Regions from separate parts of the Mus musculus genome. Here region 2 is linked to region 1. The links are chromatin contacts, called in public HiChIP or PLAC-seq maps. All regions are on one chromosome and are shown on one strand. Each heading gives the region's core, a stretch centred on a gene start, on an enhancer-like site or on the middle of the called end of the contact. The rest is flanking DNA. Distances are from core to core; before and after follow the strand shown. Region 1 overlaps Ganc (glucosidase, alpha; neutral C). Region 2 holds the start of Tmem62 (transmembrane protein 62).

What was found. HiChIP or PLAC-seq counts read pairs in DNA pulled down with a chosen protein or histone mark.
Region 2: an H3K4me3 HiChIP or PLAC-seq map of bone marrow-derived macrophages shows a contact between it and region 1, with 3 times the contacts expected there. The contact joins the promoter of Tmem62 here to the enhancer-like site in region 1. A contact is called at or near these places in 9 of 39 promoter capture datasets (the 3T3-L1 cell line, the C10 cell line, embryonic stem cells and 5 more) and 7 of 115 datasets of contacts at active chromatin or transcription factors (the NIH/3T3 cell line, bone marrow-derived macrophages, embryonic limb bud and 3 more).

Annotation. Positions count from the first base shown.
Region 1 is chr2:120,443,026-120,449,083 of GRCm38.p6, forward strand. Ganc (glucosidase, alpha; neutral C) reads left to right here. Exons shown (of 24, transcript NM_172672.2): 16 at 1,113-1,214; 17 at 3,274-3,517; 18 at 5,363-5,427. Among named protein-coding and RNA genes, the nearest start is that of Capn3, 18 kb to the right of the region's middle. Within about 2 kb of position 3,511, at least 49 of the 459 cell types and tissues checked have an H3K27ac peak or open chromatin away from gene starts, as enhancers often do. A contact at or near this core is called in bone marrow-derived macrophages, where this site is marked.
Region 2 is chr2:120,973,732-120,979,789 of GRCm38.p6, forward strand. It overlaps Tmem62 (transmembrane protein 62), which reads left to right and starts at 3,331. Exons shown (of 14, transcript NM_175285.3): 1 at 3,331-3,747; 2 at 3,968-4,079; 3 at 5,400-5,537. The coding sequence starts at 3,568.

The DNA.
Region 1 (6,058 bases), core at 2,261-4,760:
ATGAGAATATGTTTGTAACAATGTATATAAGTTAAAAAAAGAAAGTATGCCTAAGTGATATTCATTATCCCAATTGTTAAAAATGTGGATGTAGTCATTTAAATCAATAAGTAGATTTCAGTAAAGTACAGGAAGACTTCAACCTCTCTGTAGCCCTGGCTGTCTGGAACTCACTCTGTGGACCAGGCTGGCCTCAAACTCAGAAATCCACCTTACTGTCTCTTTAATGATATAGAAACTACCATCATAAGCTCTTACCAACTATAATGTGAACTGGAACTTTGGCTTTAACAGTGTGACTTCTAGACTCAAATCTATTCAGGAACTCTATAACCAGGGAAGGTTGTGGATCCATTGTCTACCACAGTTCCCTGGTCCATAGAGCTAATAATAGTGTTGTTATGATGACCAAGTGGGACAAGAAACCCATGATTTGGATGTGCTTGGCCTATAGGGAGTGGTATTGTTAGGAGGTGTGGCCTTGCTGGAGGAAGTGTGTTATTGTGGGGGTGGGCTTTGAAGCTCTATCCAGTGCAGGAGAGTCAGCTTTCCCCTGCTACAGTCAGATGAAGATGCAGAACTCTCAGCTCCTCTTGCACCACGCCTGCTTGGATGCTGCTGTGCTTCTGCCTTCGTGATAATGAACTGAACCTCTGAACCTGTAAGCCAGATCCAATTAAATGTTGTTCCTTATAGGAGTTACCTTGCTCATGGTGTCTCTTCACAGCAGAGGAAACCCTAAGATAGTTTTGGGGTTTGGGGATTTTTTATTTGTTTTTGTGTTGAGACAGGGTTTCTCTCTATAGCCTTGGCTGTCCTGGATATTGCTCTGTAGACCAGGCTGGCATCAAAATCACAGAGATCTGCCTGCCTCTACTCCCTGAGTGCTGTGATTAAAGGCATGCGCCACCACTACCCAGTGTTTTATGGATCTTAATATCTTTTTCACATTAGAAAATTGATACCTTTTGCAGAAATGTCAGAATTTGTTTAAGGCGAGAAATCTGTCTCCCCTTTTGTTATTTTTGTATTTTACAAATATGGAGTCTAGATGAAATAGAATGCACTGGAAGACTTGTATGTATTTAAATGCCTCATTATGGGTGATCTAGGTGCAGTGTGGACAGGAGACAACAAAGCGGAATGGAGCTATCTGAAAATCTCCATCCCGATGTTACTCACTCTCAGTGTCTCGGGAATCTCCTTCTGTGGAGGTAAGCTGGCTGCTGTCCTGAGGCGCCGAGCAGGAGGGAGTGAGAGGTGGGGGTCCTCAATGCTCACTAGCCTGTTGGGGCAAGGATGAATGCAGGGAAGAAAATGGGAGGAGAGCAGAAGTGCCATTTTAAAACCTACTGCACAGTCTGGTGTGGTGGTGCACACCTTTAATCCAGCCTTCTAAAGGCAGAGATAAGAGCATCTCTACAAATTTGGGGCCATCCTGGTCTACATAGCAAGCTGCAGGACAGCTGGGTCTACATAGCAAGATTCTGTTTGCTTGGGTTGTTTGTTTGTTTGTTTGTTTGTTTGTTTGTTTGTTTAAATCTTACACATATCTTGTCTGAGCTGAGGGCATAAAGTCAGGTGGAGGATGTTTCGTCCCCTCAGCACTGCCTCCAGAGACACAGTAACTGAGTGTTCCAGAAACATGAGAGCACTGCAGCCAACTTGGCAAACCAAAGCCAACCTAGCTCAGTAGAGTGCTAGCCTAGCATGCTCAAGGCCTGGGGTGTGACAGGCAGCAGGGTAGCCAAGGGAATAAGAGAATCAGCCTTACAGATATTTTGTGCTCAGTAGATGTAAGATTCTGTAGCATGATTTAACTTTTTCTTCTTTAAGATGTGCTCAGATGGCCTAGTCAGCCATCACTGGGAAGAGAGGCCCCTTGGTATTGCAAACTTTATATGTCCCAATACAGGGGAATGCCAGGGCCAAGAAGCGGGAGTGGGTGGGTAGGGGAGCAGGGTGGAGGGAGGGTATAGGGAACTTTCGGGATAGCATTTGAAATGATTATAAAGAAAAGATCTAATTTAAAAAAAAAAAAAGATGTGCTCAGTTGCTCCAAGGCTTACCTAGCTCACAAGAAGCCCTCAGTTTGATCCCCAGCCCCACATAAAAACATGCATGATTGCACATACCTATGATCCAGACCGGGATGTGGAAATAGAAAGATCAAAGGTTTCAAGGTTTTCTTGAGCTACTAGATCCTCTGAGGTCTGGCTAGACTCTGTCTAAACCAGACAGACTATGGAGATGGCTCAGTCAGTAAAGTGCTTGCTACACAAACATGAGGACCTCAGTTCTGAACCCCAGCACTCCTGTAAAAGAGCCAGATGCAATGGCACATGCCTGTGATCCCAGAGCTGGGGAGGCCAAGACAGGAGGATTCCTGTTGCTTGCTAACAAGCCAGTCTAGACAATCAATACACTTCAGGTTCAATGAGACAACTTGTCTCAAAAGATAATAAAAGAGTGACTGAGGAAGACACTGAAGTCAGGTTGTGGCCTCCATGTGCCTCCTCACACATGAACACACACACACACACACACACACACACACACACACACACACACATATACACACACAAAAGATGTGTTCTTAGAAAAGATGTAGTTAAAATACATGTCTGGTGGCTTGCCATCCCTCATCCTGAGAATCCAATGCCAATAAATGTTACCAACATGAAGGTGCTCAGAATATACTGCCTCCAGTATATTCTAGATGCAGGTCTGATTGATTTTTTATCTTCTACAAGAATAAAAACAAATTAATAACACTTTTTTGGATATACGTGTCTTCATAACATTGGTCCACAGGCAAGAAATACATGTCCTGCCCACGGGGTGAGCAGAAAATTCTACCTAAACCCCCAAAGCTGTTGACTGCTGCTCTGTGGTTGATAATATTTTAGCTTTTCTTTTCAAAAGAAATACATTACCAGCCACCTTTCCTTCAGTGCACAGACACACTCCTAACCAGGGAGGCTGTAATTTCCGAGTAATGGAAGATCCAGAACACATAGGACAACTGCTCTTACTGAAAAGCCTGTGACCTTTTGACAAAAAAGAAAGAAGGAAAGAAGAAATCACAGAGCATTCTTCGAGATCACTGGCTGGTGTTCAGGGCTCAGACTCCCCTATTTGAGGCCATAGGTTTGCCTGTCGAGTTTAGTATGCACATAGTGTCTCCTCTCTTTTTTCGAGGCCTTATTTTTCCTTAGCACATTATTGGTTACGAGTGTGGTTTCTTCATCTGGTCTTTGTCTGTGTAACCAGCTGATGTGGGTGGCTTCATTGGCAATCCTGAGGCAGAGCTGCTTGTGCGTTGGTACCAGGCTGGAGCTTACCAGCCCTTCTTCCGAGGCCATGCCACCATGAACACCAAGCGACGAGAACCCTGGCTGTTTGGGGAAGAATACACTCAGCTGATCCGGGAAGCCATCAGGCAGCGCTACGCCCTCCTGCCCTATCTGTATTCTCTGTTCTACCACACGCACGTGTCTTCTCAGCCCGTCATGAGGTAACAGGGCACCCTTATCAGGAGCTCCAGCAGCCAACCCATAGATCCCCTCAGTGACCAGGGCCTGGGAAAGGAGAACAAAAGCTGTGTGTTTAGTCAGGTTTCAGTCAGCTTCATTTCCTGTTGTGGGGCTGCCTGTGGTGCTGCCTCTGACTAGATTCCTACTTCTCATGATTAAAGTACTCGTTATCCTGAGAGATGGAAATATTATGTGTTGGCAGTTCCTAAACTTACATGAGGCCAGGAGTTTCCTGGTAATTCTAGTCATCCTCCAGGGTTAGAGACACCTGCTTTCTTACCGTTCTGTAGAAACAGAATATAGTGTTGCAAAGGCTGGTAAATACATAACACGTTTCATTTATTAAAAATTATTGGGCTGGAGAGTTGGCTCAGCTGGTAAGCACTTGTTGCTCTTTCTGAGAACCTGAGTTCAATTCCCAGCACTCACATGGTGCCTCAAACTACATTTGACTCCAGTTCTGGGGGGGATCCAATGCCCTCTTCTGACATCCACAGGTACCAGTCATGCATGTGTGCACATACATACCTGCATGCAAAACACTCATACACATAAAATAATTTTAAAAGTCTAAAAAAAAATTAAAATTAAAAAAAATAAATTTCAAGCCGGGCGTGGTGGCGCATGTCTTTAATCCCAGCACTCGGGAGGCAGAGGCAGGCGGATTTCTGAGTTCGAGGCCAGCCTGGTCTATAGAGTGAGCTCCAGGACAGCCAGGGCTATACAGAGAAACCCTGTCTTGAAAAACCAAAAATAAATAAATTAATTAATTAATTAATTAATTAGTTAGTTAATTAAATTAAAAAAATCAATTTCTTGGTGCTAGAGAGATGGCTCAGCAGTTAAAATCTCTCTTGGAGTGTTCTTGGAAAGGACTTAACTTTGGCTCCCAGCACCCATGTCTGGTAGCTCACAATCAGCTGGAACTCCAGCTCCAAGGGTTCCAGTGCCCTCTTCTGGCCTCTGCAAGCACTTGTACCCAAAGGGTACACACATACTTAAATAAAACCATCCTCATAAAATTAAAGGATGGATAGAAACACTAAGTCACTATCTAGTCCCAGATAGCGAAGGTTTTGTTGTTTCTCTGAACCTCAATGCCTCCTGGATGGGTCATATAAAGCAACATCTATTTAAAATTTTGACAATTTCTCACCCTCCCCAAGAGTGTTAACTGCTTGAAAGCAAGGAAAATCGGTTCCTTTCATCTAAATAAATAATAATTAAATGATACATGAAAGTCACTGGCTGCAAGAAGTGGCACCAAATTATCATTATAATAAAGTGTGATTTTTTTTTGTCAACATTTACTTCACACCAGAAACATTACACATAGCTGGGCGTGGTAGTGCACGCCTTTAGTCCCAGCACTTGGGAGGCAGAGGCAGGCAGATTTCTGAGTTCGAGGCCAGCCTGGTCTACAGAGTGAGTTCCAGGACAGCCAGGGCTACACAGAGAAACCCTGTCTCGAAAAAAGAAAAAGAAAGAAAGAAACATTACACATTTAGACTTGCCTTAGTTTCTGCCTGCAGCAGTGGTAGGTAGTTACTCAATAGTCAGACAGGAGTGTGGCACACAAGAGATGTCTCAATATTCCACTAGGACATTCAAGTTGATAGAAAGCTCTTTCACATAATAAATGTAAAGTAACCATAGCAACTGCTCATAAACTCTCTGGTCATAGGAGAAAGAATCTTGGCTCTTTGTATTTTCCAATTCCTTTTGGGGAGGTATAATACTAAAAAACATTAAAAATCTAGCAAAACATTTAACACCAAAAATAATAAAACAATATTTTAAATGCAAATTCTGTTTCCTTTTCCTAGGCCTCTGTGGGTCGAATATCCTGATGACTTAGAGACTTTTGCTGTGGAAGATGAATACATGCTGGGTAAGTATTTATAGGTCAGTTATACTTGTGATATATTCTGTAACTATGTTGTTATTATATTTTCTAGTGAGAATCTCCTAGGCCCAAGAAAGACAACTAATAAAAATAAAAAAGATTCCATCACCAAATTTTTTTTGAGTCAGGGTCTTATTTAGCCCAGGCTAGCCTGGAGCTTACTCTGTATCTAAGGATGAGGTTGATTTCTGATCCCAGGTGCTACGATCACAAATATGCCTCGCCACATTGATGCTGGGGATGGAGCCCTGAGTAGCATGCATGCTAGACAATCACTACAACAGCTAAGCTCCACCCTGCCACCCTTCACCAAAGTTTTTTTTTAATATTTATTTATTTATTATATGTAAGTACACTGCAGCTATCTTCAGACACACCAGTCAGATCTCCTTAAGGATGGTTGTGAGCCACCATGTGGTTGCTGGGACTTGAACTCAGGACCTTCAGAAGAGCAGTCGGGTGCTCTTACCTGCTGAGCCATCTCACCAGCCCCAAAGTTTTAATTGTAATAATGAAACTGTAGCTCTATTCTGTTGTAATGTAGCCCTCACCATATTATTCATATTAATACTAAATAAACCTGTCGTATTGATGAATATGATCTGAGAGTTTTGTT
Region 2 (6,058 bases), core at 2,081-4,580, 530 kb after region 1:
AGACCTGTGATCTGCTGGCCAGACACAACATAAATGTCTATTTTTTATTTTTAATTTTGTTTATATTTTGTGTGTATGGGTATCTTGCCTCTATGTATGTCTTTGTACCACTTGTGTACAGTACCCAAAAGCCCAGAAGAGAGGAATGGATTCCCTGAAACTGGTCCTGGGAATTGAAGCCAAGTCCTCTGGAAGAGTAGTGAATGCTCTTAACTGCTGAGCCATGTCTCTAGCCCAGAGAAAGGATATTTTTAAAGGATCTGCCCATCTTTTAAGGAAAGCATTTTTAATATCTTCCTGTTTTCCTAACCAGATGTGATTGGACCCTTCCTTCCTGTTGGAGGACTAATTTAATAATAATTAAATAATAGAGGCTATATACTTCTAGAAGCAAATTTGTTCATTGGGATTCAGTACATTTTATTTTTGCTACTTGGTTTTAAATTTAGGAGCATTAAACTTACTGGACTTCCTCATCTATAAAACAGATGCCTATATAAAGTTTGTAAAGATGAATGAGGCACTACCAAAAGCCCAGAATGCCTGGTTTCCAATAGTACAGTGTTTGGTAATAGCTAAGTGAACTCCCTTCTCACCCCATGGTTTTCTTCTATACAAAAGCACTTTCATTTAGGGGGAAGGGAGTCAGGGATCAGCATACACAGTCTTTCCATTGTGAATGCCTCATTAGGCATCAGCATCCCCAACCACGGGCCTAGAGTTTATTACTGTTTGGTATCCTCAGGTAACAATGCCCATCCAGACTTGCAGAGTTCTTTCTTCGCTATGGATTCTTGTGCTTATTGCCTCTATTCTAATGCAAGGAATAAAGGCACAGCACATCATGCCCGGCTTTTTAAAATAACTGCTGAATTTTGGTTGAGATTGCTATAATACTTTTTAACAGTGGGGTGCTCGGTTGTTTGTTTTTGTTTTGTTTGTTTTAGTCAGGGTCTCACTATGTAGCCTACATGGCCTGGAACTTGCTAGCTCTCTTCTACAGTGCTGTGACTAAAGGTGTGTGCCACCACACCCAGTTAAGTATCTATGCTTTCTATATATCTCATGAATAGATTATTCATCCCTGGCTATGATGCTGATTTTCTTTCATAATATTCTTCAAAAACTTGTGTTTGACCTTTTAATTTCTATTCAAAAAACAAAAAAAAATTGTTATATATTTTAAACACTTTGTGGAATGGCATGAATAATTTTGTCCATGAAATAAAACTTCATAGAATTTTCTACTTCTTGTGTTATGTAGCCCAGGCTGGACTTGAACTCCTGACTTTTATGTCTCTAAGGTGCAATTCAAATCATATCTCAAACTTGCAAGTTGGGATTATAGCTGTATGGCACCACTTTTTAAAAATTATTTATTATTTTATGTAAGTACACTGTAGCTGTCTTCAGACACAGCAGAAGAGGGTGTCAGATCTCATTATGGATGGTTATGAGCCACCATGTGGTTTCTGGGATTTGAACTCAGGACCTTCAGGAGAGCAGTCAGTGCTCTTAACCGCTGAGCCACCTCTCCACCCATGGCACCACTTTTATCTCAAGAAACTTTCTTATATATATTGCTGTGAGACTCTCTTATCTATGTATACTACGTATATTGTATGAAATTTAATTTGCATGCCACACAAATCTCTTCTGAAATCTACCCTGAAATGTTTTTGTCAGCCTAACCTCCATTGTTATCTCTGACCTTAAAGTTTATTCACATTTCCCACAAACATACTATATAGTCTTACACTTCTATGCTCTTGCATTGGTCTGTCCTTGGCCTTAAGTGTGTCATACTATAAATCTTAGGAAGTTTATTAGCCTGTTATTAACACACTTTTACCCCATACATTTTTCTTCAAATTTACTTTAGTTATTGTATGATATTCTGTTGTGTGTGTCATTTTAAAGATTTTTAAAATTTTGTTTTATTTGAGACAGAATCTCATTATGTAGCCTTGACTGGCCTCTAACTCAGAGATCATCCTGTCTCTGTCTCCATGTGCTGAATTAAAGGCTTGAGCCACTAAGCTTGGCTTATTTTAAAGGTTTGTATTGTGAATTGTTTCTAGTATCTTTATTTTCCTTTTACAGTTAAATTTTTTTAACATTTTATTTTTAAGGGCTGAAGAAGTGCCTCAGTGGTTAAGAGTACTTGTGGCTCTTACAGAGGATTGAGATTCCGCTCTCAGCACTTACATAGTCCTTCACAACAGTCTGCAACTCCAGTGCGAAGGGATTCAGTGCCCTCTTCTGTCCTCCATGGGCAATTCACACACATGGTACACAGACATACATGCAGGCAAGATACTCATACCCATATGATAACAATAAAGATTCTAAAAAATATTTTGTAGGGGCTGGAGAGATGGCTCAGCAGTTAAGAGCCCTGACTGCCCTTCCAGAGATCCTGAGTTCAATTCCCATAACCACATGGTGGCTCACAACCATCTGTAATGGGATCGGATGCCCTCTTCTGGTGAGTCTGAAGAGGGTGACTGTGTACTCACATACATAAAATCAACATGTAAATCTTTTTAAAAATTGTAATTAATTTTTTGGGGGGATAGGGTCTCTCTACATAGTCCCAGCTGTCCTGAAACTCATTATGTAGACCAAGCTGGCCTCGAACTCACAGAAATCTTCCTGCGTTTGTTTCCCAAATGCTGGCATTAAAAGTGTGTGCCATCACACCCACCTAAAAATATTTTATTTTTGTACTAATTATATGTGTGTCTGAAAGTGGGTTTATGCAACCCAGTGCATTCTCTATAGAGAACAGAAGGGGGCGTTGTATTCCCTGGCGCTTGTGGTCAGAAGCCTTCTAATGTAGGTGCTGGGAACCACACTGGAAATGCTCCCTTATGTTTTCTGTTTGCATCAATGGCTTATTACAGTCCAGAGATGTTGAACTGATTGAAAAATTACAACACTGACAATATATCCCAAGGAAATATTGTTTAAAGCACGATTTGTATAAAAATGTTTATTCTTAATAGCAACACATATTAAAGAGTTGAAAGCCAACAATAAAGAAGTAGGTTTGATAAATTAAGGCCACGACTAGACTCTAATTCTGCTTCAGGCAATAGAAAAAGTTAATTTACAAGTATACTACAGTGCCACAATACCATAACAAGTACATATAAAATCAGATTAAGGAAAAAGATAATTTCCACAAGATAAGGAATCCTGTGGGGTTATGTTATTCGTGAAGGAGCCAGAGTGAGCCGCCCGTCGCATTTGTACTTTAAGAGGCGTCCTGATACTCACTTTGATTCTCACAAGCACCCCGCACGCACGCAAGGTGTCATTAACTTCGCTTTACAGGTGCTGAGGTCGCACCACGGTCAGGGATGCCAGACCCTGGTGGAGCCAGGTGGCGAGCTGCCTCCCTGCCACCCCCTCGCTTGGCTCTTCCTGGTCCTCACTAGGTTGTCAAACGCCGGGCAACCGGGCTGCCGCGGCGCGGAGGCCTGGGCTGAGGCGAGTTGCGGAGGCGGCGGGAGGCCACAGAGGCCGGAAGTGCGGGCCGGAGCGCTCCGGGGCTGCGCCGAGATGGCGAGAATGCTGGCGGTCCGGGTGGTGGCAGGGCTGGCGGCGGCCGCGGTGGCCGCCCTGCTGTTGGAGCACTACGGCCTGGCTGGGCCGACTACGCCGCTGCCGAAGCCCAGAGGCTCCCAGAGGCCGCACCCCGCCCCGGGCTCGGAAGCCAACAACATCTTCTGGGGGCTGCAGGTGAAGTGGCGGGAGGCCAGGGGAGGGCACAGCGCGGGGCGGGCTCGCCCAGCAGGGGGCCTCGGTCGCAGTCCGCCGGGAGGCTCGGCTCTCCTTCCCCGGGGTTCGTTAGGGCATCTTTTTCTTTCCCTTCCGCTCCCCGAGAGCTGACGGGCCACCCGTGTCGGTGCGGCTCTTCCTGACTCAGATAACGTGTCTGTCCAATGCCTGCTTTTGACAGATATCCGACATTCACCTGAGCAGATTTCAAGATCCAGGCAGAGCGCTGGCCTTAGAGAAGTTCTGTTCGGAAACTATTGACATCATTCAACCGGCTCTTGTCCTGGCCACTGGTAGGAAGGATTCCTGTGCTGTGTGCGGTGCGGTGGTGGTGTTCTATGGTCCTGATGGTAGAATGGGCAGCAGCTATTCGCTTGAGGGTGTTGGCAACTCTGGCCCTAGACCGTCAGTGAGCCCTTTGAAGTGGTGGATAATGGAGTCAGGATCCAGGCTAAATGCTTTGCCATCTCAAGGTTTTTCTCAGTAGGAATAAGGCTTGTGATGCTTACGACCAGATGTTGTCTGCCATATTTGTGTTGTGTGTGTGTGTGTTTATGTGTGGGTGTGTGCGCACGTGCGCGTGTATTGATGGTGATGATGTCCTGATGAATTTGAATATTAGGGGGTGCCCTATAACCGGGAATCAAAAGCTCTCCTTTGCTGACTTATATTTTTCTGTACAAGGAGGTTATGTTTTCAGTTGTTTGAGGACTCTTCAAACCTGTGCACGTGTGAGCCCAAAGGTTGGGTAGGAAAAGCTCCAAAGAGTTGTGTTCTGTGTTCTGTTTTTTGGGTGGCTCGGCTGTCACTCACCCTTCTGAAACATGTCTCTTACTAAGATGAAGTATCTGTCCTCAGATAATGAATAAGTCCCTGCTTCAGGTGTTCTGTTTACTTCCTAGAAACTTTAGCATTTCATTGGTCAAACTAGATTGTTTTTTGCTCTGAAATAATGCTTGGTCACAGCATAAATCCTGGTTTAGGGGTTGGAAAACAACTGTTGCAATAGGTAATAGGCACTTGCTACAATGTTGCAACATCACACAAAGGAGTTTCATTGAATTTTGTACTGTGTCTCTTTTCTCTCTCTCCCTCTCCCTCTCTCCCTCTCTCTCTCTCTCTCTCTCTCTCTCTCTCTCTCTCTCTCTCTCTCTCTCTCTCTCTCTCTCTCTCTCTCTCTCTCTCTCTCTCTCTCTCTCTCTCTCCTTATTATGTATATCATGTTCTGCCTGCATGCCAGAAGAGGGCACTAGATCTCATTATAAATTGTTGTGAGTCATTATGTGGTTATAGGGAATTGAACTCAGGACCTCAGGAAGAGCAGCCATCTCTCTAGGCCATTGTAGTGGGCTCTTTAAGTCATTCCCCTCCCCCCACAACTCACTCCTAATATCGCTATAGACTACACAAACACTTGTTAACCTATAATAACAATACCCTTGCTGAGATAATCTTGTTAGTTTAAATGGCTTAAATGGTTTGCTTTGGACATATGTGGACTCAATTGATTTTTGTATTCGTGCTGAATAGTTTACAAATTTGTGTTGAACATGCTTGTTTGAGTCCCCTGGAGTTTATTTTACATTTCAAGTCCATTCTGTGTAAACCCACAGGAGACCTGACAGATGCCAAAACAAAGGAACACTTGGGATCCAGACAACATGAAGTAGAATGGCAAACTTACCAGAGAATTCTGAAAAAGACAAGAGTCATGGAAAAAACCAAGTGGCTGGATATCAAAGGAAATCATGGTAAATCTGCCAAGAGCAGAATAGAATATAGCTTCCTTCAAAAATATAGATTTTTCTAGTTTAGATTATAGAGTTATAAAATGGAAAATTGTAACATAAATTTGGACATAGTGAAGGCCAAATCTCTTATGTGCAGCTATAAAATACGATATTAAGACATCAGAGACAGGTAGAGCTCTGTGAGTTTGGGGCCAGACTAGTTCCAGGTCAGCTAGGCTGCATAGCAAAGCCCCTGTCTCAAAAAACAAAACAAAACAAAAAAAAAAAAAAAACAAAAAACAAAGAACATTGAGATGGAGATGTCATTGTTGGCCTTTCCAGTGAAAGTTGATATAGTGTTTTCTTCTTTACATGGGAGAAAGTGTTCTTCAGAAATTCTTGTGGGAAAATGTTTAAAATGGGTAAAATAAATAAATAAAATAGAAACACCCCTATATGTGTTAAAAAAAAAAGAAACTCCATCTACATTTTCCTGTTGTATGATTCCATTTATATGACATTCAAGAAAAGATAAAAACTAT